Regions from separate parts of the Danio rerio genome. Here region 2 is linked to region 1. Evidence: chromatin contacts called from public Hi-C data. All regions are on one chromosome and are shown on one strand. The core of a region is the stretch at or near the end of the contact, and the rest is flanking DNA. Distances in the headings are between cores, read along the strand shown. Region 1 overlaps efnb3b (ephrin-B3b). Region 2 overlaps efnb3b (ephrin-B3b).

Region 1 (7,140 bases), core at 1,722-4,221:
GAGTTGTGAAAATCACATGTAAAACGGGATCTTAAAGAATCATTTAACCCGATGATTTTAATTATATTTGAACAATTAAAGTTGTAAACAGAACTATTGTGTGGCTTTGGGAAGACTTGAAATATAGAGCATAAATTTCATGGTTTTCTCTTTTCCAGCACTTTGTTGCTAACTTTTCATTTATATTCAATGAAAAAAAAGAGCAATTTGTGGGTGAACTGCTCAAAAACTCATTTGATTTGCATCAAATATATATTCCATCTTCCTACACTGACACAAAATGTTGTGGATTTGGTTTAAAAAATGCAAGAAGCCAAAATGCCCTCCCCAAAAAATCTCATCAACGCTTGAAATAAAAAACAGTTACACCCCAAACTATCGCATTTCAAGATCTTACAGGAGGACTTTATAAATTTGATCTTGTCTGTTCCTGTCTGCGCTCCAATTCCGATGTGAAGAATAAATAAATGATCTGCACTGCAGGGACTGGGGGAGAGAGCAGCTATGTTTTCCTTCATGATGTGATATTTCCCTCAGAAGAGAGACGGCAGCAGCCTGCGGCCCGAGATGTGAGCCAGGGGGAGGGAGAGCGCGGGGCGAGGACAGACCAGTTTCATCTGCACCCCATTTCACTTCCGAACCCAAGCGAAACTCAATATCCCGACTCCTACTGAGTGCGAGAGACAGATACAGGGAGCGCTGCTGCCTGACGATGCCTATCAAACCCCATTCAGCCCAGATCTGGCCACTTATTCATGGAAAGAGAGAGAGAGCGAGGCAGGGAGAGAGAGAGACTAACATGAACCAGGTGGGTAGAAATACATGCACAAACCAAAACTCTGGAATGCCAAGCTAAAAAGTAATTGATAGTGTGTGTGTTGCACTATATTAAACAAGACACACTGTCCCACTCGTTCTAAACATCCAGCCCTGAGTGTGTCTGCAAGTGTGTGTGTGTGTGTGCGTGGCGTCACATATGATGGGGCCACATGTGCTTACATTTTCAGAGAACGCAAAACAAAGTCACTGATTGCGTGTTTAAAGGCATTAAATCACAATATCTGTTTATAGTCTGAACAGTTGGTTTCCCGACGAACCAATCAGACATGATTCCTCTGAACACCTAACCGCAGCTTCATTTAAAAAAACAACAACATCTTTTAAAATGCAAATCTTTGGCTTTCATAATTATTAAATTGATATAACTTCCTTGTACTCGCATGTAGAAACTTGTGAATATAAGACAGCAGCAAACAGCATGTCTTCTGTTTTAAAGGAGATGAATATACCAAACAACCTCAACAACAGTCAAAATTCATGAATTTAAGTATGCTGAAAGCACATATGAAGGGGTGCATAGTTTATATTGTCTATGATAAATTCTTATTGGTTGTTTTAAGAATCTGTCAGCTGAAATTATTGACTTTGTCACTCGTTTGTCAAAAACATTCACTATTCGATGAAGCCTTAGAATGGCAAGTTATGAAAACAAACAATACATGAGCTATGATTTGATTAGTATGATTATATCAATCAAGCAAGAATAAAGTTTTCCAAATGTCAGTGTGTGCTTAATGCAAATGTTTTATTTATTCTGTACAACAAGACATCATTTTGGTTTGTTTCAATATGAATCAGCTCTCTTGAATGGATCGCTTAAATTACAAAGTGATTAAAACAGTGACTTGCTCCTCCCTAATAGTGGATGAATCAGCTGTTTTGAAGGAAGCCTTTGAATGACAAATTCAATGAATCATTTATTTAAACTGGAATTTGAAACTGGTGGATGAATCGACTCTTTTGAAAGAATTACTTTAACGACAAGTTCAATGAATCATTTACTAAAACAAGGACTTGCTGTTCACTTATGGTGGATTAATTGGTTGTTTTGAATGAATGGCTTGAATACAAATTCAATTAATCATTTATTAAAATAGGAACTTGCTGCACAATAATTGTGGATGAATCAGCTGTTTTGAATGAATCACTTGACTGACAAATTCAATGAATCATTCATTAAAACAGCGACTTGCTGCCCTCTAATGGTATATTAATCCACAGTTATGAAGGAATCACTTGAATGACAAATTCAATGAATGATTCAATAAAACAGCGATTTGCTGTCCCCTAATCGTGGATGAATCAGGTGTTTAGAAGTAAATCGCTAAAATGACAAATTTAATGACTCATTCAATAAACAGTGACTTGCTGGCCCCAATAGTGGATGAATCAGCTGTTCTGAAGGAATCACTTGAATGACAAATTCAATGAAACATTAATTAAAGCAGCGACTTGCTGCCCCCTAATCATGGATGAATCAGCTGTTTTGAAAGAATCGCTTGAATGACAAATTCAATGAAACATTCATTAAAACAGCGACTTGCTGGCCCAAATCGTTTTTCCCGGGAGTCTCCCGTATTTCAGACCCATCTTCCGCCCATCTCCCGTACTGTTCTATCTCCCGGATACAGTACGGGACTGTCCCCATGCGCACCAAACCCAACTCACAGCCATCCCCATACCAGCTCCCTGCCTTTTAGTTCGTGCACACCTCACCTTTCCCCCCAGCTCTTCACTCCCTGAGAAAATCTCCTGGATTTTAGGATTCGAATGTTGGCAGGTATGGAATAAATCAGCTGTTTAGGTCAATAATATTTATTGATGATGGCAAAAAAACACTTGGATAAAATAAAACTAAACCTAACTCATTTTATAAATTTCTTTTGTCATAACCTCACACCTAATATGAACCTGGCTAAAATGATCTTCATACATCTTACTTCCAATTTAATATTCACTAGATAGAACCTAAACACTTACAGTAACCCTATATACACAACCACCCACAAACACACACCACTCCATCACTTCAGTGCAATAAAAAGCTTGAGGAGTCTTTGTTTCCGCCGCTCCACAAACCCCCACCAACCCTTCTGCCTGGCATTTTTAACCCCCCTTTCTTTAGGATGTCGGACAGAAGAAAACCTCTCCATCTGTTCTCCCTCCCGTGGCTCCAGAGTTAAACTACAGCTGGACTCCAACCGAGAGCCACAGAGAAACTCAACAGTGAAAGAGGCAGAGGAAAGAGAAAGAAAGAAAAGTGCAGAAGGACGGGGTAAAAGAAAGGTAAAAGAGGATTGATTTTCTTGTAGTCCAGCTGTACGGCATTGAGAGTCGCTATGAGTCACACAGTCGCTAACAAATTCGCTAATTCACTCCAATACTTTCTCAGAGGCCAGACACAATCTAAAGGGTTCTGGAGGAAAATCTCAAAAAAAAAAAAAAAAACAGAAGTCCAGGCACAACCTGAGGAGTTGTAGAGGAAAATCTCAAAACAAAACACCAGCTTTATATGTCAGGTAAGGGAGGTTCAGACACAATGTGTTAAGATATAACGAGAAACCTCAAAAGGTAACAAAACAAAACAACAGTTTTCAAATAGAGAGTTTCAATAATTGAATCTTTCAATTTTTTTTTAACCAATAGATAAATAACATAAAATAAAAATAGTTTATGTACAGAATTTAAACTGACTAAAAAGTGAAATTTTAAGTAAAGAATAGTTTACCCAGAAATGAAAGTTGCCTTATCACAGGTCTGTAGCCAGCCTATTGAAAGGGTTAGTTCTTTTTTCTCAAAAAGTGGATCTTTTTGCAGTCATTCACCTTATTTTTGATTAAATTTTGAGTTACAGCATTTTAGTGACATTTGAAGCACAACTTTTTACTGGATTAGCTTGTCGGATAGTGATCATAACCACTTTTTTTGATGCAACAAAATTATTCCCTACATTTTTGTCAAAGTGCTTACCATACTTAAGTTGAGTCTCATTTCAGAGGCTGCATCCTCCGAAGGATGCAATCAAAGGGTGCTGCGCCATTGTGGTGCGGTGAAGGCTGTCTCATTTTTAAAAAATTCAAACGCAGCCTCAAAATGCATCCTTTGTTTCCCCGGTAATGAAGGACACAACCAGTGGATAATTTGCAGCCTCGAACATCCCAAGATTTATTGCGCGTTAATGACGGCAGGACAATTTTTTTTAAAAGAAAACTCTGGATTACATGTATGAATTAGGTTTATTTCAAAAAGAGTATGACATGTCTTAAAAAGTGATTTTATAGAGTTTGTGTACATAAAATAAAATAAGTTTTAAAATCACTTAAATTTTATCACTGCTAATTAACACCTGCTGTTATGGTAGCTAAGTGACGAGATCCGACTTCTGTTGATCATCTCATTTCAATATGGCTCGTTTGACTTGTTTGGACTTCGAAGGAATCATCTTTGAAGTATGCATCCTTCGGAGGATGCAGCCTCTGAATTGAAACACAGCTTATTTTAGTAAAGTCTTTATTTACAAATGTCCATTTAAATTCATTACAGTTTTATAAATAATGTAATGAGCTTAGAATTTTACATTTTAAATTTTGAACAAAAAAATATGAAAATATGCATGATTTAAAATACAAATTTATCATCATCCATCAATTAAGAAAATATAGGAATCGGTTAAACTTAAATTAAAAACTATAGCCTACAGGCAAATAACAAACTGGACAGCTCATTTCCTCAGTAAGAATTTGTCCATTTGAATAATTAAAAATGTAATCAGTCTTACAGCCTTCTTCTATCGGTTATTTTCACAATTTGGTGGCATACTGTCAAAAATGGGACAAATGAGCTTGTAAAGGAGCCAAATTCTGCACTTTTGTCAGTGGCGGGTAGGTCTTTCGAACCACCCGAACTCCCCCTATCTACAGACCTGTTTCTGAATCCTGAATCCTCCTGATTCAGGGTTTCTACAAGTTTCATTAAGTCAGATTTAAGACTTTTAAAGACCTTTTTAAGACCATTATGAATGAAATGTCAGACCAACACATGGCTAAATGCTAAGTATTTTTTTCTAATGGCCTAGTTAAAACAGTAAATATAGTTGTAAGGAAGATACAGTTAAATAATGTTTATAAATAGAAACATAGACTTAATAAATAAGAGTTAATAAATAAGCTTTTTTCAGATTGATAGTGATTGGATGGGTGTTGGCCAGATTGGGTATAGCTTTACATGAACATACGAAAATTAAGACCCGTGTAAAATGATTTAAGACCTACAACACAATGTTTCAGTCCATTTAGGACTTTTTAAAGCCTAAAATTGAGACTTTTTAAGACCCCGCGGATACTCTGTGATCTTATGAGTTTCTTTCTTTCGTTAAACAGAACAGAAGATATTTTGAAGAATGCAGCCACTGAATTTCATAGTAATTGTTTTGTAGTATGGAAGTCAATGGATGCCAGCAACCAGCATTCTTCAAAATATCTTCTATTAAGATGAATAGAATAAACTCAAATGGGTTTTGAACAAGTGAAAGGTTAAAGGTTAAGCATTATGAAATCTTAATATAACAACATGTGAATGACATCCAAGATCACCGCGGAGTTAACCGACTAACAGAAAACAATCAAATTCAACCCATTCAACAAAAATATTTATCACAGAAAGGAAAAACACACAAAGATCATAGGATGTAAAACTTTCTGGTCTGGACTTGTGCCTATAAAAATCAATAGTAAAGCATACATGTTGTGCGAGCGAGTGTTTGAGGTGTTCGGACTGGCACAAACCCGTCAAACCACCCACTTTGAAAAGACAAGCAATGAAGTGAAGAAACACCAGCAACTATTTAAACCCAGCACACACACACACAAACTGAGAGCCAAATGTGTAACATGAGAGAGCGAATGGATTAAGAGACAGCAAAACTAATGGAAAGAGAGAGTGAAAGAATGAGGGGAATGGAGAACGGGAGGGTTCATCGAGCGAGGCATAATTTTTGGCAAATGATTGAGTGTTTATGCAGCAGTATATGTGTTAAGATGTTTGTGTGAGTGTTTCTGAGGTCTTTCAGTGGAGACCTCTTTTGTTCTAAAGGGAGAGACTCCAGAAAAGCGAGTGATTCGCTACTGAGGGAAGGAGAGGGAGTCCGGCCTCCTAGGAAATTTAACCCCTGAAGTTGGACTTGATCCAGCGCTCTGAGCTATAACATTTTTTTTTTTTTTAAACAGACATATGCGTTAAAGCTTTTCTCCAGATAGGAAAGAAACAGAGAGGGAGAGAGAGAGAAATGGGGTGAAACTCAAAGCCAACTGCGCTCAGAAGTGCATCTCAAGGCTGGCTTGAATTATAGGAAATGCAGCTGAAATACTGAAGCGATATTAAAACATGGCATCGGGACCGGGGGCTAAACTGAAGCTGCCACCCAGCTCATGAATACAGGGTTCACCCTGACGCCCCCATCACCCGCCTGCAGTCCTGCCAGCCTCTGCAACACACACACACACACTAATGCTTGACACATCTCACACTTCTGAGGAACACATTACGCTGAACTGAGCATGGGAGCCCAAAAACAATGGCGTGTCATCTGATATTACAGTCAGCATCAAAACATGGAGTTTCTGGGTTAGTTACTGCTTTAATACTTTAACGGAACCAGCTAATGTGGTGTTACCAATATATCCAATATCAATCCATATCAGTACTGTCTTATAACCAATATGAAAGCCATAGTAATTTGTGCGGACACATTTCTCAAAGAGTTTTCAATCAGTCTATTGGTTTGCTTGTGTAAATGTACAGTTGAAGTCAGAATTATTAGCCCTCCAGATTTATTAGCCCCCCTGTATATGCCCTAAGAGGCATAATGATATTGACTTAAAACTTTTTTTTTCTTTAAGTTAAAAACTGCTTTTATTCTAGCCAAAATAAAACAAACAAGTCTTTTTCCAGAAGAAAAAATATCACAGGAGGGCTTACAATTTTGACTTCAACTGTATATTAATTCAGGTTTTACATTCATTTCAGGAATATTATTGAATAATGTTTTTATTTTTACAAAATAAGTGGATCTACATGGATTTGCATTGTAAACATTAAATAAAAGTTATATGGATTTTTTTTATTTATATATTAAGCTTTAAGTTATAATATTTCTAAAATAATTCCGCATAAATCTACAGATTTTTTTCACATAATTCTCAAAAGAAATAGTAAAAAATGTCCACAGATTCTGTCTGGCCCTGTCCATCAGCACTAGGAATGTCGCTTCTCTGGACTGTTTTAAGAAACTTCTTAAGACTC
Region 2 (7,247 bases), core at 4,386-6,885, 51 kb before region 1:
CACCACAACCCATCGCCCATTATATAGTATAAATATGAAGTACTACATCCACCATTAGTCATTATCACATGACCTACCAAGCGTCAGTTGCGTCGCTTCATTCCCATTCAAGAATTCTCTCGTATGGCATCATGGGATAGTGTAGTGTCCATTAGAGGCGCACTTCAGGATCTCGATGGAAGTAGTAGGTCATTCAGGCACTTCTCGCTAATTTTTTTTTAATACTATGCATTCAGACATACCACTCACCTCGCAAAATTGTGACAGACAGGTATCTGTAGTATGCACTGCAACCCAGCCAGTGAAAGTTAATGGGGGAAGACAAAATGCACAGAATTCCTCTGTTGTGTCACAAAATGAAGTTTTAAGAGTTTTTCAGCTGAGAATGTACTTGTTTTAAACTCAAATTGGCAGTTTATTTACAAAGACAGGGAGTCTTTAAAAAATTGTGTCAGTACATTCGGACATCTGGGCTCCAGGCAGTTAGTGGGAGCTCCGTGCTCTCCTACCCCACCCAGAGCAGCTTTACATCAGCCGGTCCATCTGAGAACTGCCACTGGATCTCCTCTCCCTCTAGTTGTTAAATGTGTTATAGAATTCACCTTGTCTATATCTAATGGCCAGTTTTTGGTCTTATGAATCTATTGTTTGATAAGTACAATGTTTTGACAGAGCAAAGTTGAGATTTCTAATTTTATATACAGTATTTAATTACCATATTGTACACTGATATTACATGTTTGACAAAATTATTGGTTGTCTTCATTTTCTATTGTATTGTACCCCAGGAACAGCCTTAAATGATTTTGGTGTGGTGAATTAATTCCCTTCGAGTGCATGTGTGTATTAGCTTGATCAACCTGAAAAACTGTAGCTTTGAAATGATTTGAATGGATAGAATCAAAATTTATAATATGGTCGTTGTTAGATTTCATTGATTCAAACAGTTTGGAGAATATTGTGTTTACCCTTTTAAAGAGAAAGGAGCTGCACTTTTCTGCCCAAGAAACAAAAATGGCCATTTTAAATAAGACCATCAAATTAAATAACTTTGATGATGATCAGATATTTCTGATTTTTATCTGATATTCACTTTGTTAAATAACTTCTAAATTAAATAGTACACTTTTGCTTAACCTGCTATAGAGAGACTGAATGCCAGGCAACAGAGTAAAAAAGTCATTAGTAGTTTGCGGATGAGTTACTCAAACACATAAGCATAAACTGTAAATCCAGACAAACTGATAAATACGCAAGTAAATGCAACCTTGCAATGATTGACAATATTACATTTAAAATAACTTTCAGGATGCTCACATATTTGGTGTTCGCTATCAGCTGGTATTTGCTATTTTGGGACGATTTAATATTACAGCACCAAACCCAAGACACGTTCTGCTATTTGAACTAAAGCACAGATGACAGAGGTGTCGTGTTTTGTTTATGCTTGGAAATCAGCCTCACAGAACAAGCTCTTGAAGTGCTGCCATGTCCACTTATTATAAGCGTCTTTGGGCTTGTTGTTTGAGCATGGCTCATAAATGAATGAAGTTTATGGATTATAGTGGGAAGATGCTGACAGCAATATCCCGATTTTATTCTTAATATAAAACATTTTGGTTCATTTCGGCTCATTATGGGACTTGTTTGCTAATCTGGCAACACAAACAAGTCAAAGCTCACACCACTTTCCCTGTTAATTCTTGCACTGAGCAGCTGGTTTTTATTATTAAGCATGTACAGAAGGGAGACACATAAAAATGCATCACTAACAAACAGTGTTTAGTTCCCTTCTCTAGACACCATGTATAATCAACATTTTTGGGAGTTTTTTGGTTGTTGTATGTGATGGTCACTCCTATAAATGACTTAACTCTGTGTACAGATCAGGATTATGCACTTAAAATGCAAATTAACAACCAGGTTTTGCTAGGGTGTGTATGCACTTTGTTTAGTAACGAGTAGTTTGTTAAGCATCAGATGATTTTTTTAGAATGATTTCTGAAGCACAGTGACACTGAAAAACTGAATCATTGTGCTGAAAATTCAGCATCAAATGCAATAACCTCATTTTAAAATATGCTAAAATGTAAAAGACATTTTCAATTGAAATAATACCCCGGTTCTTACTGTATTATGTATTTTTAAACAATCATATTGACCCACAAAGCTTGGAAAGGTAGTGTATATTCAAAAAATGTAACTGGGTTTTCTTTCCTACGACACATGGTTATATTCTGAATGATTCATTGGTGCACTCTAGCACCAGAGTTGCACTTGTGTCCAAATTCGTGATCCAATTAATTCCTGGTGGATAAAATTGAGTCCAGTCCTACATTTTTTCCAGCTGAATATGCATCTTGGAACAATACCAGACTATGAAAGTAAGATGACGGCTTCAAGTTTCTAGAACTACACTTTTATGGTACAAATGTGTCAGAAAAAAAGTCCTGAGATTTGAGAGTGCTTTGATGGGGGAGTCAGGCATATAATCGCTTAAATGTTATAGGGCTTTTCCATAACTTTTAAGATTTTAATCACACTTCCAATGACTTGGCCAGATTGGAAAATCAATTAAAATTCCAGGTTTTCCATCACTGTATAAATACTAGCAATTGGCACTAAAAACATGGCCATTACATGTTTGGGCCTAAGGGTGTCAGGACTTCCCCAGCGTCAAATCCACTTTCTGAAATGTTGATGTTGACAGGCTTCTGTTGCCCTCATTTCCATCAAGCTACTGTGCACTGTTTTAAAAACAACCCTTAGTAACTCGACCCAGAGCGAGATTGTTCCATTTGATAAAGTCACAATCAGCCAAATCCCATCGTGACTTCACTGAGTAGTCTGAAGCTAAACAAACCAAACCGTGATAATGAAATCATTCCATCTCTTCTAACATGGATTAAAACAATAAACAAGGGCGTTAGCTAAATCAACTCTAGGCTTGAATAATCTAAACATTTTGATTCACATCACACATTTGCACGGACTCACCGATGATGAAGTAGTCGTGGTTGGTCTTAAACTCGTGGCCCCACAGGTTTGGCGAGTACTCCTGAAACTTGATGGTGAAGCGCATGTCGCTGTTGGGTTTATCGCAGGTGAGAAGCAGGTTCGGGGCTCCGGTCACTTCACACCTGTCTGCCTGCTCCCGAGACGAAACCAGGTACAGTTTATAGTACTCATAATCAGCAGGGGCACGAGGGCCAGGCGGATCTGAAGACGGGCAAATGAGATCCAGACGATCACCAATTTGAGGGTACAGGACATAACCCTTATCGTCACTAAACCTGTAGAAAGAGGAAACGAGAGAGAATGTAATGGCATTACGGTAAAAAACATACATTCACTGGCAAATAAATGAATTCCTCAAATTGAATTTTAATTATGAATAAGTATTAATAAATGTCCAGATATTCGCTGCTTCCCAATTTGCATACTATCAGTCTGAAATAGTATTCGAAAATAGAAATAGTATGTCCCAAATTGTAGTATGTTTAAAAGAGCATGCCAAAAATTCCCAGATGGTTTACTATTTTAAAAGTATATACTGTAAGTGTCCATACTCATTCATTCATTTTCTTGTTGGCTTAGTCCCTTCATTTATCCGGGGTCGCCACAGCGGAATGAACCGCCAACTTATCCAGCAAGTTTTTACGCAGCGCATGCCCTTCCAGCCACACCCATCTCTGGGAAAGTGTCCATACTCTACCGTTGATATTTCCCATAGTACATTGCGCATTGGACATGAATTTGATTAGAGCTACAAATTCGGGTAAAAAGTGTAAACAAACTACAAACATGGCAGACGGGCGAGACCAACCGCTTCAGTAAAGATATTTGAATGATTGTTAATCTAGCACACTGGAAGACGTTTAAATAATGGTTCCCGTGTTACATTTCTTCTGCAACAACAATGTAAACTTATATTAAGATGTGTTGGAATATTAACGTCTGAACGCATGATTATCCAAAGACCTGAGGGGATTTCTCTGCATGAAAGACTTGTGAATGGCAGATTATCCTGCTGCTGTTGCTTCTCCAATAAGGTAATAAATGAAATATGAAAGAAGTATGGATGATGTGTGGATGATTGACAGGGCTAAGTACATAATGATGTTAATGAGGAAGTAGTATGTCCTAAAGCTTGCATACTCTTCTGTCACACACTCAAAAGTTTATACTTTTCCTTCACAAAAAAGTGCATACTTTTGGGGCGTAGTACAAGCAATGCGAATTGGGACGTTGATATCAATAAAAATGACGTTTTATCAACATAACAGTTGCATGTTACAACAGGTTTACTAGCTTTTAAAAGTAAACCTGACACTTTTAAGGCAACGTATTTGCTCACTTTTTAAAGTAAGCGAACCAACTGCGGTTTATAGTGTTGAATGGTGCTTAATTAAAAATTGAATCAATCTTTTTTTTTTCCTTTTATTTTAACGCAAGCTTTATTTTGGTATGTAAACTACTGTCTTTTTTTTTTTTTATAAGTATTTTTTTTATTTTGATCACCAAACATCCAGATTTATTTCAAAACACATTACTATAAAGCAATAAAATGTTCTTAAAATAACCTATGCGCTAACTTTATTTTCGATGAATCAGCGAAATTTTAAAACGTTATAAATACTGAGCACCATACACAATAAGTGTTCATATTTTTAGGCTGGTGTTTGTTTGTGGCAGGGCAGACCTGCAAAAACCTGTCAATTATATGGTTCAGAAAAGAGGCCATGGATGCATCATAAGATGCGAATGACTGGCTTAATGCGCCGCTATAACCTCTCGCTTCAGGACATTTGCTGACAGAAGCATACACTTCTCCTGAAAATGTCTGTGGGTTCGCTGGCAGCCTCGGGAACCGGCTGGCATTTACTGGAGCAGGTGTGGATTCAACCACACTCTCCCTGGGTTTCTTTATTCGCTAAATCACCTTGCCTACAAGTAGAAACCCATCCTCTTCGTTTACACTTCATTCATCTACCCTGTTCGCCTCTCTCTCTTCCTGTTTATTCAAAGCCCCAATGAAAGTGCTCTTTTCCGCTGTGTAAATCATCCGAAGGTGGTGAGACTTCAAGGTTTTTGACGACTGCATTTGCACCGATATGATGCTCCATTCTTGCATCTTCAACAAGTGACTCTAATGAGAATGAATAGGCAAGTCCGGATCCAAATCCCACCCCGAGATGCTTGTTTCCAAAGGAAACCATGTCAGATCAAAGCACAGCCGAGGACCCGCATAAAAGCTTCCAATTTCCAGGAGAACTTGGCTGTTGCCGAATCTCAGGGAGTTTCCTTTGAATTCTTTCTATGTAAACAAATGACTAAACGACTCGCAGACGCTAATTACCATTTTATCATCATCTCTAAACAGCCAGCCACACCAACGGCTATTTACATGAAAACAAATTAAGGCAGTCGGGCCGCATGTTTACATCTGAAAAGAAATAAGGAAATACTTTCACGTAATGACGGGAGGATCCATTATACATTACCATAGAATGGAAATCTGGGGCATGTTTATTAAAGCTAGTTGCTTCTGTTCTTAAGACACAAAAGCAGAGTGTGTGAGGAGGGAAAAAAGGCTTGTGCGTGTGTGTGTGTGGCATTCCATTGGGTGAAGAGTTTCCTGTCCTTCTCACACAGGTTAGAAAGGTTATCAGCAGCTCTTACAGTGGAGAGAACAGACACTCGACACACACTCAACACTCACTTCACGTACCACAATTAGACTGACCGATACCCACCCACCCATGCACACACACACACACACAACTTAAAAGGAATTTTTTGGGTTCAACACAGCTTAAGTATTAGCGGTTGAGAGTTGTTGGCTTTTTGGAGTTTTTAGTTTTAAAGTATAGTGAATAGTAAGTGGAATGCTGGTAAAAAAAATAAATTAATTAAGGTCAGTAAAGGAATTTTATTTGTTTGTGAAAGAGGTCTCTTTTAAAAATGCTGCTTTAATCAAAAGTATAACTTGATATCTAGTTAACCATTTGGTATCAAAAGTGGCTTATATGAAAGGTAAAGGCCTTTAAATTATACTTATTTTACCAAAACTGTTCTTGCAGGACTTCTAGAATTCATCAAGATTCTTTGGATTATCCTCCTTCATCTTACCCCAGGCATGCTCAATAGTATTCATATCCGGTGACCGGGCTTGCCAATCTTGGAGCACCTTGACCTTCTTTGCATTCAGGAACTTTGATTTGAAGTATGAGAAGGAGCGCTATCCTGCTGGAGAATTTGCCCTCTCTCCTGGTTTGTAATGTAATGGCAGCACAGATGTCTTGATACCTCAGGCTGTTGATGATCCACCCAGCAAATCTATTGCATGCCCCCATACTAAATGTAAACCCAAACCATGATTTTTCTATCAACAAACTTGACTGATTTCTGTGAGAATCTTGGGTCCATGCGGGTTCCACTAGGTCTTCTGCAGTATATGTGATGATGTGAGATGTGATGTGATGTGATGTGTGAGATGCAGTTTAATAGATAATTCATAGGAAAAATCTACCTTCTGCCACTTTTTTGAATGATCAACTAGAAGTCAAGTTATTATTTGTTGCTCTTACAACTGGAATCGACAACAAGACTTTTGTCAGGTAGTGTATTTATGTATGCTACGGGCAATGTGTGAAATCTCGGAATTGTATAGAACACCTAGGAAATGTATAGAATGGCTAATGTTTTTAGGCAAAATATGAAATATAAGTTTTTTGTAAAGATTTTTTATACTTTTCCTAGGCATTCAATTCCAATGCATTATATAGAATGACAAATATCATTTAGGCAAACTGTCAGAAGAGCACAACAAAAGCCTTTATTGACATTACGTATTTTAAAGTGGAAGGAATACGAAATAAAGCATTTCTGTATGATGTTCTTACGAAAAAAACAATGACAGCAGAATTGAGATTGAATTATCTGTTACAATATTATCTGTGATGTGGTGTAGTGGAACCTCGTAACCTCGTTAGCAATACGCTGTCTTACAATAACGTTCAACACTCACATGCTTCGATCGGCAACATCAAACAATGACCCAAGTGCCCCCTCCAACATCAGTGGCGGGAAAAATGGCGGGGGTAGGCCAGTTACATACTGCATTCAATAGAATGCCTAGGCAATGTATAAAGTAGCAATTATTCCATCCTTTGACATTCGGTTTTAGGTAATCGATTTGTTTCCCAGGCACGCCGGATTTCACACATTGCCAGTACATGTACACC

The links. Hi-C and Micro-C count contacts between places; a contact is called where the count stands out from the background.
Region 2: a contact with region 1 is called in a Hi-C map of embryo, with 3 times the contacts expected there. The contact joins two enhancer-like sites. A contact is called at or near these places in 2 of 18 Hi-C or Micro-C datasets (both in embryo).

The regions. Positions count from the first base shown.
Region 1 is chr7:20,956,607-20,963,746 of GRCz12tu, reverse strand. The region is part of intron 1 of efnb3b (ephrin-B3b); the gene reads right to left. Among named protein-coding and RNA genes, the nearest start is that of efnb3b, 20 kb to the right of the region's middle. Within about 2 kb of position 2,971, at least 11 of the 62 cell types and tissues checked have an H3K27ac peak or open chromatin away from gene starts, as enhancers often do.
Region 2 is chr7:21,010,374-21,017,620 of GRCz12tu, reverse strand. It overlaps efnb3b (ephrin-B3b), which reads right to left. Exons shown (of 5, transcript NM_131806.1): 2 at 2,998-3,293. Among named protein-coding and RNA genes, the nearest start is that of efnb3b, 74 kb to the right of the region's middle. Within about 2 kb of position 5,635, at least 6 of the 62 cell types and tissues checked have an H3K27ac peak or open chromatin away from gene starts, as enhancers often do.